4 separate regions of the Mus musculus genome follow, and all the other regions are linked to region 1. A link is a contact called in public Hi-C and promoter capture Hi-C data. All regions are on one chromosome and are shown on one strand. Each heading gives the region's core, a stretch centred on a gene start, on an enhancer-like site or on the middle of the called end of the contact. The rest is flanking DNA. Distances are from core to core; before and after follow the strand shown. Region 1 holds the start of Rasgrp1 (RAS guanyl releasing protein 1). Region 2 overlaps Gm13990 (a long non-coding RNA gene). Region 3 holds the start of Tmco5 (transmembrane and coiled-coil domains 5). Region 4 has its middle 56 kb from the start of Gm46758.

Region 1 (3,317 bases), core at 279-2,778:
AGTACTATCTGGATCTATCACAAGTATTCCATCATTTTGGGAAAAGTAAGGGGGGCTCTCACCTCATCCAAAACTGCTCCCAGTGACGCCACCCTGCATACCGTCTTCATCTCTATGTTTGCCTGTATCTGTTCTGCCCTCATCCTGCATGACCCCGAGGTGACATCACTAATGCTCGGGAGTATCCTCAGGAGAAACGTCTTTTCAGGCTCTGTGACAAGAACCTCGGATCTTTTAAACATTTTTTTTCTGTTTCTTTTTGTTTTCTTCCTTTTTTGGGGGGTGGGGGTGGGGGTGTCTTTCATATGTAAGGAACTGAACTATGTAGACCTTCCTCTTGGGCTTGGCTGACCCCTTTGAAGCAAGTGTGTAGTAGATTCTGTTTTCCAAATGTGTAAGCATACATTGGTATGTAATTTTAGACTGCTCTCCACTTCTGGCCCCATTTTATCGGCCTTGTTTTGTTGCTGTTGTTTCTCATACTTATTTTTGTAGGTTGTGTATTCTTGTAAGTGATCCTGAATTCTTTTCTAGGACAACATTGCACATAAACATGAGGAAATGCACGCGTTATAGCAGAAGGAGGTCTTAAAGTCCAGAACGTTGTGGCTGGGAAGATCACGGGATGTGATAGCAATAACGAGGGTGTTATTAGGCCAGTCCAGCAGGGACTTAGAGACGCCAGGCAGAGCTCAGTCTGGGCCACCTCTCTTTTCGGTTTACTGGCTGTGAGAGCCTGGTGTTCTCTAAATCTTACGCAGTGCCCTCTTTGCGTTTGGAGGGGTGGCTTAACGAGGTAACATGTAGGAAACAGCACTGGATCAGCATTAGCTGTTGGTATTACCGTGGCCATGTTCCAGACAAGTAGCAGGTAGGTCTCCCCTCTTGGCCAGGTCTGCTGGCACGCTGACATTGCAAGAAAGCCCCTCCCCTAGCCTTCCACTCCCACTTGGCTCTCTTGGTCTACCACACCCACAAACTCCCAAGCAGCAGCCTCTAACCTGACAGCTCACCTCCACACCCACCGCCTCCTCCGTAGTGCAGTGCACACAGCTAAGTCTTCTCTTTTTTTAAATATGCCAAAGAGAACTAAGTGCGTAGTAGTTTAGGGGGGTTCTGCCTTCCTTGCCCAGACCCGACTGTGTACCCTCACTGATACATACAAGACAGTCCTGCCATCCGGGAAAGGGTCTCAGCAGAGCCCCCACCCCCACCCCCCTAGGGGACTCGTAGCCTTGGGTGGAGGCAACTCTTCGCAAGGCTCTAGCTTTGTCAATTTCGGGGCAACTCACTCTGCACCCCTCGGACCTAACTCTTGGGCTGGGAGAGATGAATGGCAGGCGGGGATGAAGGGAGACGCTAGGGCGGCGCAACTCCTCGGGGCGCTACCAAGTAATGGGGGCAGGATTCGAAGAAGAACTGAGGGCGCCCCACGTTTCCTCCAGCCTGATGATAACATCAACGCCTGTCAGGTGGTTGGTGCGAGAGAGTGTGTGCGCGCGCGGGAGCGAGCGTAGGGAGCGCGCTCGCACAAACTTTGTGCCTGCGGGTGAGCCTGGGTCGGCTCGCCGGGCTCCAAGAGTGGTCGGCTCCGGGCTGCGAGGGCCAGCGGCGGCCGAGGGATGCGCGGCGCCCGGCCGAGCCGATCCCACCGCTCTAGGTGAGACGGCTCCAGGGGCGCAGAGAGCCGCGACCATGGGAACCCTGGGCAAGGCGAGAGAGGCTCCGCGGTGAGTAGCTGCGTCTCCTCGGAGAGCGCTGCACCTCTACTGGGGAAGGATAGCTGAGCGGTGTGCCCTGTGGTCCTCTCCAGTGGGTACCAGGAGGGACTAGACGACCAGGGCGCCTCCCTCGGAGGAGAGTTGCCTACAGGGGTAGACCATGATCGGGGACCTGGGAGCCAGGTCAAGATAGGCGTGATACAGACAACCTCAGAGTCCAGCACACCAGGTCGGGAAGAAAGAGTTGGGGTTGCTGGGGTGGCGAGGCCACAGGTCACCTGGGCAGATCTGGAGTGGTCTGAGCCCAGCCAAACCTTTCACCTACCCAGCGCCCACAACAGTCGACCTCCCTGGATGCTCTCGGTCTGGGCACCCCCCGGGAACTCCCACTCGCACACTTTCCGTGCCCTTGGCACCCGCTGCGGGCGCGGGTCTAGGACAGCGCCACCTTGCGGACTCTCCTGGCCTTTCAGGAGCGACTGGCGGCAATGGCTGCAAGCGGAGGTGGCAGTGCTTGGCTGCCCTTTGAGGAAAAAGAAGTTTCCAAATCAATGGTCTATGAGTCTACACCCCTCCCCTTATACTCTACAGAGATGTTTGGGAGACGGAAGGTGAAGGAAGAATGGCTATGAACAGTCTATCTCTTGGGCAGCAATAAGGAGCCTGGGGTGGGGGTTGGAGGGATGTCAAGAAATTTAGTGTTTGTCCTCAAAACACCAGGACCCCGTAACTGCCTGGACACCACTTAGCCTTTGTTAGGGCCGAGAACGTTGTGTCCTTCACAACGCCATTCACGTGGACTCCGATATGACGGCACCATGCCTGATCTGTAACTATGCCCATTAAAATTCCCTGTTGGGCCATATCATCCCCTGAGTGTTCTCAACCTTACCTTGCGCTACACTATAATGGGTTAGTCCATTGAATTAACTCTGCATTATTGGCGGTGTGGGGCAGGACTGGAAGCTACACTCAGCAGAAATGGCCCTGTGAAAGCTGCCTTTTCTTATAAACAACTATGAGATGTCCCGGCCCTCCTCTGTTTCCTCCTTTGCCCTGTGGATAACTGTGCCTGGAGACTAAGTCCCCCAAATCGGTTCATACTTCGAAACCTCTCCCCAGGCTCTGTGGGGTGGGGAAGGCAGACGCTAACTACTGCAGGGCTGAGAAAACATCTTGAAGTTACTGGGTTTCTTTCAAGCTTTTGTTTTTGCTGTTATTGTTGTTATTTTGTTTTATTTAATTCATAAGTTTAACTGGAAACGTGTGGCTACTGCCCTTTAAAATCATGACTTTGTAGAATTAGAGGCTGTTCACTCTTCAGATGGTTAAAGCACTCTCAAAGTTGCCTATCATAAAGCACTGTAAAAATCCTTACCTACAACCATCTCACCAAGAGGTGGAGGGAGGGGAGAGGGCAGAGGACGTGAAGCGGGGATCTAGCTTGGTGAAGAGTGTTTGCCTGGCATGCAACAATCCTGACTTTGGTCCCTAGCATCATGTAAGAAAGAAATTAAGATATTTCTTTTAATTCCTTTGGTTGCATCTTGGTGGAGTGATAGGATTGTTCGTTTTCAATCAGGTATGATGGGGGCA
Region 2 (3,317 bases), core at 423-2,922, 490 kb after region 1:
GTGGGAGACAAGAGAGGGTAAGTGATAAGTGTGCCCGGAGGGTGTTGTATGTTAATACATATACATGTACAAATATTATGTACATGTATGTATGTATGCACATATATAATACATGTATTGTATCACAAATCAGTTTCCATCCTAATTCTTGAGGATTAGTTATGATTCCTAGACACAAGAATTCAGAGTTTTGTGGTTGAATTTTCTAACAGGAATACACTAACTTTTCCCATCCCATCTTTAAAAATGCTCTACCAATTGAATTATGCCCTCAGCTCCTTTAATGATAGTTCTATCTCTGTTACAGTTTACAGACTCTTAGAAGGATGACGCACATCTGTTTATCCATCAAATGTTTGCTGAACCTCTAATGTATACTGGGCCATATTCTTGGCTCTAGAGATTCCAGCAAAAAAAAAAAAATCTATTCTATTCCTCAAGTTCATGAGAGAGAGAGAGAGAGAGAGAGAGAGAGAGAGTGAGAGAGAGAGAGATGCCAAACGTTCACCCCAAGCTTTAAGCTTCCACTTTGAGAACCCAAGGGTCTTGGGATGACATCTCAGTGTCCCAATGAGAATTCAGACCGAATTGTTGTTCCTATTTAGATGGATTCAGCAGCCTTCACAGTTCCCATGTTGACGTTGTAGCCAGGGCTAGGGGAAATCAGTTAAACCTCTTTTTTACCTTTGCATCGCCTTTGCCTGTGTGGTTACAATATTTTTTTCCTCCATTTAGAGGACACGGCATTTGAGATGCTGTCTTGGAGGTGGACATCTGCCCTCACCAGACATTGAACTTGCTAGTGTCTAGATCTTAGATTTATAATGTCCAGAGATCTGTGAGAAATAAAATTTACTGTTTATTTATTTATTTACCCAGTTCCTGGTGTTTTCTTATGACTGAACATTTGGTTGGATCCTTTTGAGATTTCCTTTTTTTACTGGGACCTGGTTGGGGGTCTTTTCCTTGATCTGATCAGTCTGTCCCTGTCACAGCAATGTGATCTTAATACCTTTCAGATGCAGCCGTTTTGTGGGCCTCAGTGGCTAGGGCATGTGCTTCACTACACATTGATCCTGGAAAAAAGTCCCTGTGATAGTAGGTTCTAATTTATCATAGGACCTTTATATCACCCCTGTCACCTTGTTGTATTTTGTCATCTGAGCCCCACTGAGGTGAGGCCATTACCATCCAGAGGAAGGCACTGACTTACTCAGCTCAGGGAGGATGCTTCCTGCCTGAACTCTCCCTGGAAGTTGGCCAGTCGGAGCATCCATCATTTACAAATTGGTTCACACCACCTTGGCCAGTCTGATTTTAATCTCTTCTCCCAAAGGCCTTCTGCAAAATCATGGTGCTCCCTCTGAGTCCTCCTTCCTGGGGGCAGGGTGGTTTCTCCTTGGCTGTGCGGCTGTTTGTTATGGTTTTGTAAAAAAATTTACCTTTAGCAAGCTTCCTTGTCCTTCCAGCCCTTCTGTATTTCCAGGCTTTTCCAGGATGTCTTTCTGTGCTCACTGATTTCAGGATCCTGTCGCTATAGGCTGCCCCTGGGGGAAGAGATTGTTGAACACCTGGCTTCACAGCTCTGGGCTGCAAGCCACAGGCCACAGAGTCACGCTCTGAGCGTCTGAGCTGCTGAGCCTTGGACAAATTATCTACCAGCCCTAGACTTCAGTCTCTTCCTAGGTGGAATGAGGCCAAGACTCACATTCTCTGCCTCACAGCAGGGCCTCTCTGGTATTTCTATACACAGCAAATTCTCAGGCAGGGAAGAAGGAATACTTGTGGCCTCTGTGTGCCAACGAGCGATTTCTTTTATAAAATATTTCCCTGCTGTGTGAGGGCAAAGTTACTTGAAAAGTTTAATCACAGCTGATCTAGAGGCCAAAGTGTTATTTAAGTTAGAGGTCCAGTATTAAGAACTAAGAGTAGATGTGCTCCCAACTTCTAACTTAGCAGCAGAACAAGAGATGCACTCAATGCCATTAGAGAGTAAGTCATGGAGTGACAATGTTGCTTACATGACAGTTATTAGAGGAATAAAAAGTGTATTCGCAAAAGAATGAGGCTGCACACAACTTATGCTTTTTTTTTTAAATAGAATCATTCAGAATAACTGATGTTTGAAATGAGTAAGAGTGAGATGAATCTGAACAGACTTTTAAGAAATTTTCTCATTATGTTTTCATTTCTCTCTGGTATTCTTCAACATTTTTTTTTGACCTTCTTTTGTCATAAACGTATCAGTGAAATTTGACTTAGCAGAGTTTACTCCCCTGAAGTTTTAGGAAGAGTTTCTGATGGACCCCAATTTGGCCTGTCCCTTGGTATTCGGGGCTTAGCCTCTCTAAGCATGTGCTCAAGGCAGCAACCTCAATTCACTTAAGTAACGTTTAAAATATTGATTGGTTCCACACTGAATGAAACAAAGTTTCAAAACTTGAGAAACACAAGAGGACCACTACCAGTTTGCAGTTGAGTCTGGTGGTACAGGCCTGCAAGTCCAGCTACTCAAGGGGCTGAAGTCCGAAGACAGAGGTGTGAGCATCTGCTTGCTTCACCAGGAGGTCCAGCCTGAGCATCCTGAAGAGGCTCTGCCTCATGAAGAGAAAGTTAGGGGAAAGAAAAGGACAGAAAATGTGGCTCAGTGATTGAACATGTTCACGAGGCCCTGGGTTTATCTCCAGTAACAGACAGACAGACAAAGACAAATATACACACTCAGACAAATACATACACAGACAGACACACACCTAAACACACACAGACACATGTATATATAGACACATACAGAGAAACATGCAGACACACAAACACACACAGGGAAACACAGATACAGAAACAGTCACACAGGCAAACACATGTACACAGAGGCATATGTACAGAGAAACACACAGACTTTGACATATTGACACGGACACATAGAGACAGATGCAAATATACACACAGAAACAGAAATACACAGACATAGGCACAAACAGACCCAAACACACAGACACACACAGACTCACACACATAGACACACTAGCAATAAATAAAATTGAAAAGAAACGTTATGATGGAAGAAAGTTCTTCAGAACAAGAAAGCCCAGGGCTTGCTAAGCTGGTGTAACCTCTCCCCTCTGCTCTGCTACCAAAGAGAGTGCACAGTTAGTTTGTTCTAACAGTTAGTAATTCTAAAGAGACTTAGCAAAGTGAAAGCAGCTGACGCTAGTGACAAAGCTGTGTCCGAGCAAAAAGGGCCACGACATTGTTTGAAATGAAGGTATGGTACCCCCCTTTCTTTGGGAGCCGTCCTATTAAAGGCACAGCCAGTG
Region 3 (3,317 bases), core at 223-2,722, 460 kb after region 1:
TGAGCCAAGAGCCAAGTGGGCTTTCTAGAAGAGAGGTAGCTCATCCCCTCCGCTCTTCCTGGGAGCACACTTTTCCATCTCCATTTCTTGGAAAACTCATACATCTTAATCACACTCTACAATGTGATTCTCAACCCATCAAGGGACATCTCTAGATAACGATGCCTCTACAGTCTGATTTCAAGAGAATCTTTACTTCCTTAAATAGCCGTGTACTGGAGAGAGCTGTTTCCCATGGCAACCTTTCCCTAAATTGTTCTCAAAACATGCTTATGCAATACACTTTTATTGACTATTTTTATCTAGGCACCTGCTCCATCACTTCTGAGTTAGTCTGACTTTATTCAGAGACAGAAGCTTCTACTCCCATAATAGGGCTTCAATCTTTCCCTCTTCCACTTCTCTTTGACTTTCTGATTATGATGGTTGAGATTCTCATAGGAGGGCCATTTCAGTGAGTACATCTTATATTTCAGGAACATCATTCAAGAGTACAAACATCAGTTTTGGAAAAAAAAATTGTGAACGAGATGATAACTTTAGGAGGAGCACCTAAGTCAAGGGAGGCTCGCACTAAACTTTTTCTAACATGTAAAAGAATTCATTGTCTTTGGAGTTAACTGGGAATAGGGTAGCATGACCCAGGGATTGTGTTTCGGGCAGCATCAAAGTCCTGTCTTGGCAGAGCTAGCTTGTCTGGGAGAATTTACAGTAGTTACCACTTCCTGTAGAAGTGGAGTGCTTTGGAAATGGAAGGAAGGAGGAAGAAGTGACCGGAAGACGAGGGAAGGTCTGAGCATCAGGCCTGCTTCCCTCTTGGTACCTAGACTGCAGCCTTTCATAGTCGCCGCTACTTACTCATAGTCCAGCTGATTTTCCTTCTGTTCTTCCATCGGAGGCCCCTGAAATGTCAGCAGAGATGTGGTTATGAACAGGGGCAATGGATCCATTAATCTCCCAAATAGAAAGTAAATGAACTTGTTTTCTCCCTTCATAGCCCCGGGATGGTCATGACAGACACTCCAGCTCTTTCTGTTCGTCTGACTCTGCATCAGGAAGGGAGGGTGCAGAGATCTGCTGGAAAGAAGTCCAGCAGTTGTCTTGCAAGCAAATGCACCTAGAGGCTGTTTGCCATACTAACGCAATTTGGAAATCTGAACAAAACACTAGAAAGAGACAGAGGTGATCAGTTTTTTTTTAAGTCTCCTTTCTTCATGACCGCTGCTTTCTTAAAGGTCTCAGGGCACAGATATCGGCGTGTCATTGCCCTGGAAAGCCTGGATGTTCCCCAGTCCCCAACCACTGCCAGCTTGGTGGGAAGTTAGTATTAATCAGGGATCAGAAAACCAAGTAGAAAAAGACTCTGTGGCCCTCTCTGCCCTATAACCTCCTCTACAAACTCTACCTCCCTTCTACCGATGTGCTTTGGCTTTCTGATCCTGCCCTAATCAGGAGCTTCTTCTTAAGACTCTCATCTCTTCCCACTGGAACCATCCAATAGAATCTCACAACCTTCCATAGGGTTATGACTCCACAACTGCCACAGGACGGGCAAGCAGCATGTCACCGTGGTGCCATTGGCAACTGGTTCCTGTTATCTTTCCAGTGTTAGAACTTCTGTGGGTGTGTGGACTTTATGGTTAAGTCTGCCCTAAGCATGGACATACTTCAGGGAGTCTGGTTTCTAGGCAGTATAAAGCAACAGTATTCCTTATTATGCCTGTGGCAAACAGCACTTCCTTTGCCCAAGTGGGATGAAGATGGGGAATTTGGTCTTGTGGCCACAGTGATGCCACCATGTGCCCAACTAACAACCCATTCATCCCATGGGAATTGGGAAGTAAAAGTTACCAGTGTCTTCAAGAGGGAGCAGGGCAACCCAAAACACTTATCTTTGTGAGGTGTGTGTGTGTAGGTTGATTTTATTTCATCCAAAGAAAGAATGCGAACATAGGAGCAAGGAAGGACTTTGCAGTTTTAAATCGGATGGTGCAGATAGAGCCACGGAGTTTCCTCGTGTTCGAAAGTAGCGTGCCAATCTGTGAAGCAGCTTCATTCATGGACATGAGAACCTGTGCTGGATAAATGCAGAGACCAGCAGGTAGAGTAATACCATGAAGATCCAGTTTTGCCTGCAGAGGCTTATGGGCACATCCTTGCTATGGTCTGAGTTTCAGAGACTAAGAATCACCCACCAAAGACTAAGAAATTACTAGAGATTTTTGATATTGACAGTAATTCCTGTGATTATCTCGAATTAGCTCCATTATGTCTCCTTTAATGGAAAGTCATTCACATAAAACAAATAATATACATTTTTTTACACCTGAGCACACGTATATGTCAGTGAATTCTCCACAGCTGCTAACTTCTGTATGTGAGTCACAGAAACCTGTCAACTTTCGGGCCTCTACTCAGGACCACAGAGAGGTGATTTGTGAGCCAGACCGACTTCTTAACATACTGAAGTTTCTAGCAAACTATTCGTAAAATTAACCGCCTCTGATGACCCCCATTACCATCTCCTGAAAGAAGGCATTTCATTGCTTTATGAAGCTGTACACAGAAGAGTAATTAACAATTCAGGCCAATGGCTTCTCCCAGGAATTGATGGTAGGGAGAGTTCATTAACCCCAGCTGGTTATAGCTTCGCCAGGAAATGCCCTGGACCAAGGTTATTGCAGCCCTTAATGGATTGGATAGGGACTTTAACTGGGATTAAAATAAAGCCGAGTCTCCTTCCAGGGGAGCCTTTCTCCTTGAGGGGCTACTGAAGCAAGCTGGGTGAGTGGCAGAGCCTCCAGCTTGGGGCCCTGCAGGGATGAAGACAGCAGATTGCTACCAGTGAGAATCATTAAATCAAGGTGGAAACAGGGCCTTGGGGGCAGGTTAAGGTTTTTGATACAAGCCTCTTCCTGCAGACCACAGATGGCTTGATTAACACCCGGTTCAGCATTCTGAGCAGCTGTTCTCCGCGGTAAAGTTTCTATGCCCGCCCTCTCTGGGGGAAGAGTGGCTGAGATCCATTCCTTGTCTCACTCCCTGCTGTCAGAAGCCTCTCTGCCTTTGTGTGCAACTCTGTTGGGAAACTCTTGCCCCATTCTAGGCTGGAGCCCCTGCTGGAGCTGCTGGGCCTGTGCCCATTTGCTGTGGGGACTGGCCAGGTAGGTGCCCCTGAGCCCTTGGTGGAAGGTGCTGGGGCTCCTCTAGATGCGCGGCGTGGGTGGAGTGGGTGGGAAATGGAAAGCTATCTTCTCTGTTCACCTTTGTCCTCTCATTGAAGGTTGCTAAATGTATATTGGACGACTTCATAAGGA
Region 4 (3,317 bases), core at 324-2,823, 370 kb after region 1:
AGAGCAGGCACTCAGGTGGGGGACTCATTCTTTCCAAGTTTGGGGTTGGTTGGTTCTGGCTAACATGAATCATGTTTTACGTCAGTGAGGAGTGTACCCCGTCCATCATTCACTCTTTAAGCATGCCATGGAAACAGGATGGTCAGTCAGAGTCATGGTTGTGCGTGGTAAGCATCATTGCGGCTCATGTGCTACTCCAGTGTCTCCATGGTGATTGTTACCTGGGGCTTGGCTTATACTTCTATTAGGATATTTTTTCTTTGGGGCTTGGAATATATGATTTTTTTTTTTTCTGCACACACCACACACACACACACACCATCAGTCAGGAAGCAAATGAACACAAGATGGAAGAGGAGAATGCCCTACCTGAAGCATAATCCCAGCACATCTCTCTCTCTCTCTCTCCTCTCTTCTTACACACACAGATCAAGCAATGGGTAGTCCACTTCAAGAATGGTGCCCCAGTGTTTCCTTATTTACTAGGGCATAGTCTGACCACCAGCAGGTTGCTGTACACAATAACTTCCTTTCTTATCCTGGGGTTTCATCTGACGGCCATTCTGGTCTCCATTTTGCTTTTGTATAGACAGCCTCTCTGACAGCTGAGATCCTCTCAGCTTCATTCATTCTCTTTAGCCTTGTAGACACGACTGGCCAGCACAGCAAAAAGCCCCACAGACGAGGTACCTGGGCTAGAGCACAGGCCACACACTAGCAGTGCCCCTCACACAGAGACCTGGTGAGTGCTCTAGAAATCAAGTAATCCTGTTCCTTTCTGCCTTTCAGCTTGGTCATGAGCAGGCAGTGGTCTTAGCAAATATTAACAATCCAAATGTCAAATGCTGTGTGGTGGTACACACCAACAATCTTAGCACTTGGGAAAGTGGGTTGAGAGTTCAAGGGTTATTCTTAGCTACGCAATGAGTTTGAGGCCAGCCCAGGGACACTCAGAAACTCTGTCTCAATTACTCTAAAAGGGTTAAATAACAAACATAAATATGACCACTAATCAGAATTAAGATTGTTTCTTCCGTCTCTGTCCCTGAAAATCCTTCAGGCATCTGGGGTTCTAAAGCCAGGGCAGCCTCAAGTGAAGTGAGCAGACTGAATAGAGAGACAAACACAAAGTGCCCTTTTCAATCTGATAAGCTCACAGAAGTTCTGTCACACATTGCCATTTTTTTTTTCCAGGAATGAATTATTGGGTTTTTTTTTTTTTTTGAGCCTTGTAATTTGTCCATTAAGTAGAAAAATGCCCAGAAGACCTCGCTTTTATTTACCAGCTGACCCGCGACCTTAATGAGGCTTCGCTAAAGGGTAGGATGGAGAGTTTTATTTGTCTTTGTCTTGTGTTTGGGGTTAAAAAAAAGAAGAAGAAGAAAGAAAGAAAAAGAAAAAGAAAAAAAGGAGAAGCTGCCTCATTCAACAGTCTTTTGGTCCCTAAAATAAACCCCACTCCCCCTAGCAGTGCTATTTACTCAATCTCCGGGCTACTAAGTGTAGGGGTGGTCCTTGTTGACTTAAATGAGTCCCTGCAGCTAGGTGGGGCTCTCTGGAGTCCTTAGTCATGTGAGGTTGCCAGGGTAACTTAACGTCTCCAGCGCTGGAATGCTTTAAGACGTACAAAGAGGAGACTACAGAGCGCATTACAACTTACAGTCATGTGTTCAATAACATGTCATCTTTTCGTAATGGGGCTTTTATTTTTACTTTATTTTGTGGGATTGAAAGATCAGAAGCCGGAAATTAGCTGGAAAGGATAAAGAAAAGGAGAATTTAAAGGGCCGGGCTGGGGGCAGGGTGTATTTCTGTTCCTTATGTGGGTAATGGCTGAGCAAGAAGAACATCTGGCCTGAACGAAGCAGGGCTCACTGCAGTGCTGCTTTTAATTACCCGGTCATTTGGTCTCTTGCTAGATTAGTGACTGTGGAAGCGACTCAGATCTCCAAACTGACAGGCCGGGAGAGCTCTAACTTAGCCTGCCACATAGTCAGAGGGGAAATGCGGAGCTTCCGGTTTCATATTTAAACCAGAATTGACTCATAATTGTAGCTGTCAGGAGGGTGATGGAGACATTATGTAATCTGGTTCTTCTGGTGATATGTGTTTAAGGTTTCTGCTCTGTAAATTCCAGGGGAAATTTTGTGCCCATTGAGGGAGATCTTGCTGACTGCTCTGTGGTGTGGCCAGGCAGGGTAAGGATAGTGCTATCAAAGGTTCCTGAGTCTGCCTGAGTCCAAACATGAATGAGTCTTCCTTCTAAATGGTCTTCCTGGTTTTCTGGAGACAGTTAAATGTGGATGAGGTTAGGCAAAATCTGGCAAACTTTGAACACTCTGGTTTAGTGGGAAATTTAATAATGGCAAAACATTCAAGTCTGTAACTCCTCCCCACCCCCACCCACCCCCCTTTTTTTTTCTGGACCACATAGCTGCCTTTACAGCTTCCTGTCATTTGTAGCTTCAGAAATCTGGAAGTGGCCACCAGATGCTTCTGGAAACAAAGCTCTGGGGCTGTGGAGCATTTGTTCCGTTTTCATTCCATTTGCTACTTGCTTCTCAGGGCCTCTGGGGCCTTTGGGGATGAATGCACATTGATTGGAGGGAGCTAGGGGAGGCTTGAGATGGGTCCAGCATTTGCTGCCACCAAAAAACCCAAACAATAAGAATAGAAAAGAAAAAGTCAGAGGAGCCTGTTTAATGTGCTGCCAACATTTTTGCTAGGGGGAGACTTTTTCCCATTTGTTCTCTGTGCCCATATAGTATAAAGTCCGTGGATGTGATAAGAATTCATTGACAGAGAGCCATGCTCACACTGCAGAAGTAATAACAAAGATTAAATCAAAATGTAAAAGACAAGTGGTGTCAGCTATCTTGTTTCTGGAGAAAAAAAAAAAGAGAGAGGTCAGGGATGAAGAGGACCAAGCTGCTGACTTCCTCCTTAACTCTGTATATCTTTCTTCCTTCTCCTGGAGTATTCCCTATTCCACTAACACTTAGGGGTTCTCTGGCTTTTTATATCCATCAAAGATGATATTTGGTATGTTTAAAGTTAACATCATAACTCATCACCACCAGCAGCACCATATTGCTATCATCATCACTGTCATCACCGTCTCCATCATGAGCACCGTCATCACCATCACTGTAGCCACCACCACCATTACCACCAACATCACCATCACTATAACCATCACGATCATCCCCACCATCATCACCATCATTGTCATCATCACCACCATCACTATCACCAACACTGTAACCATCATCAGCACCATAACCATCATCACCATCACTATAACCATCATCAGTAAC

Evidence for each region. Promoter capture Hi-C pulls out the DNA fragments that hold promoters and counts their contacts. A called contact is a pair of places that touch in the nucleus more often than the background predicts.
Region 2: a promoter capture Hi-C map of neural stem cells shows a contact between it and region 1. The contact joins the enhancer-like site here to the promoter of Rasgrp1 in region 1. A contact is called at or near these places in 5 of 39 promoter capture datasets (the C10 cell line, the HPC-7 cell line, neural stem cells and 1 more).
Region 3: a contact with region 1 is called in a promoter capture Hi-C map of neural stem cells. The contact joins the promoter of Tmco5 here to the promoter of Rasgrp1 in region 1. A contact is called at or near these places in 13 of 39 promoter capture datasets (the 3T3-L1 cell line, the C10 cell line, the HPC-7 cell line and 9 more), 1 of 115 datasets of contacts at active chromatin or transcription factors (embryonic stem cells) and 2 of 9 other capture datasets (adipose tissue and liver).
Region 4: a contact with region 1 is called in a Hi-C map of B cells, with 6 read pairs. The contact joins the enhancer-like site here to the promoter of Rasgrp1 in region 1. A contact is called at or near these places in 1 of 39 promoter capture datasets (pre-B cells), 2 of 484 Hi-C or Micro-C datasets (B cells and embryonic stem cells) and 2 of 115 datasets of contacts at active chromatin or transcription factors (effector CD8 T cells and embryonic stem cells).

What each region holds. Positions count from the first base shown.
Region 1 is chr2:117,341,088-117,344,404 of GRCm38.p6, reverse strand. Rasgrp1 (RAS guanyl releasing protein 1) reads left to right here and starts at 1,528. Exons shown (of 17, transcript NM_011246.3): 1 at 1,528-1,730. The coding sequence starts at 1,696.
Region 2 is chr2:116,850,771-116,854,087 of GRCm38.p6, reverse strand. All of the region lies in intron 3 of Gm13990 (a long non-coding RNA gene), which reads left to right. Among named protein-coding and RNA genes, the nearest start is that of Gm13990, 26 kb to the left of the region's middle. Within about 2 kb of position 1,672, at least 25 of the 459 cell types and tissues checked have an H3K27ac peak or open chromatin away from gene starts, as enhancers often do. A contact at or near this core is called in neural stem cells, where this site is marked.
Region 3 is chr2:116,876,860-116,880,176 of GRCm38.p6, reverse strand. Tmco5 (transmembrane and coiled-coil domains 5) reads right to left here and starts at 1,472. Exons shown (of 12, transcript NM_026104.5): 1 at 1,410-1,472; 2 at 859-902. The coding sequence starts at 893. Gm13990 (a long non-coding RNA gene) reads left to right here and starts at 1,530. Exons shown (of 4, transcript XR_374895.4): 1 at 1,530-2,101.
Region 4 is chr2:116,971,022-116,974,338 of GRCm38.p6, reverse strand. No RefSeq gene overlaps it. Among named protein-coding and RNA genes, the nearest start is that of Gm46758, 56 kb to the right of the region's middle. Within about 2 kb of position 1,573, at least 257 of the 459 cell types and tissues checked have an H3K27ac peak or open chromatin away from gene starts, as enhancers often do. A contact at or near this core is called in B cells, effector CD8 T cells, embryonic stem cells and 1 more, where this site is marked.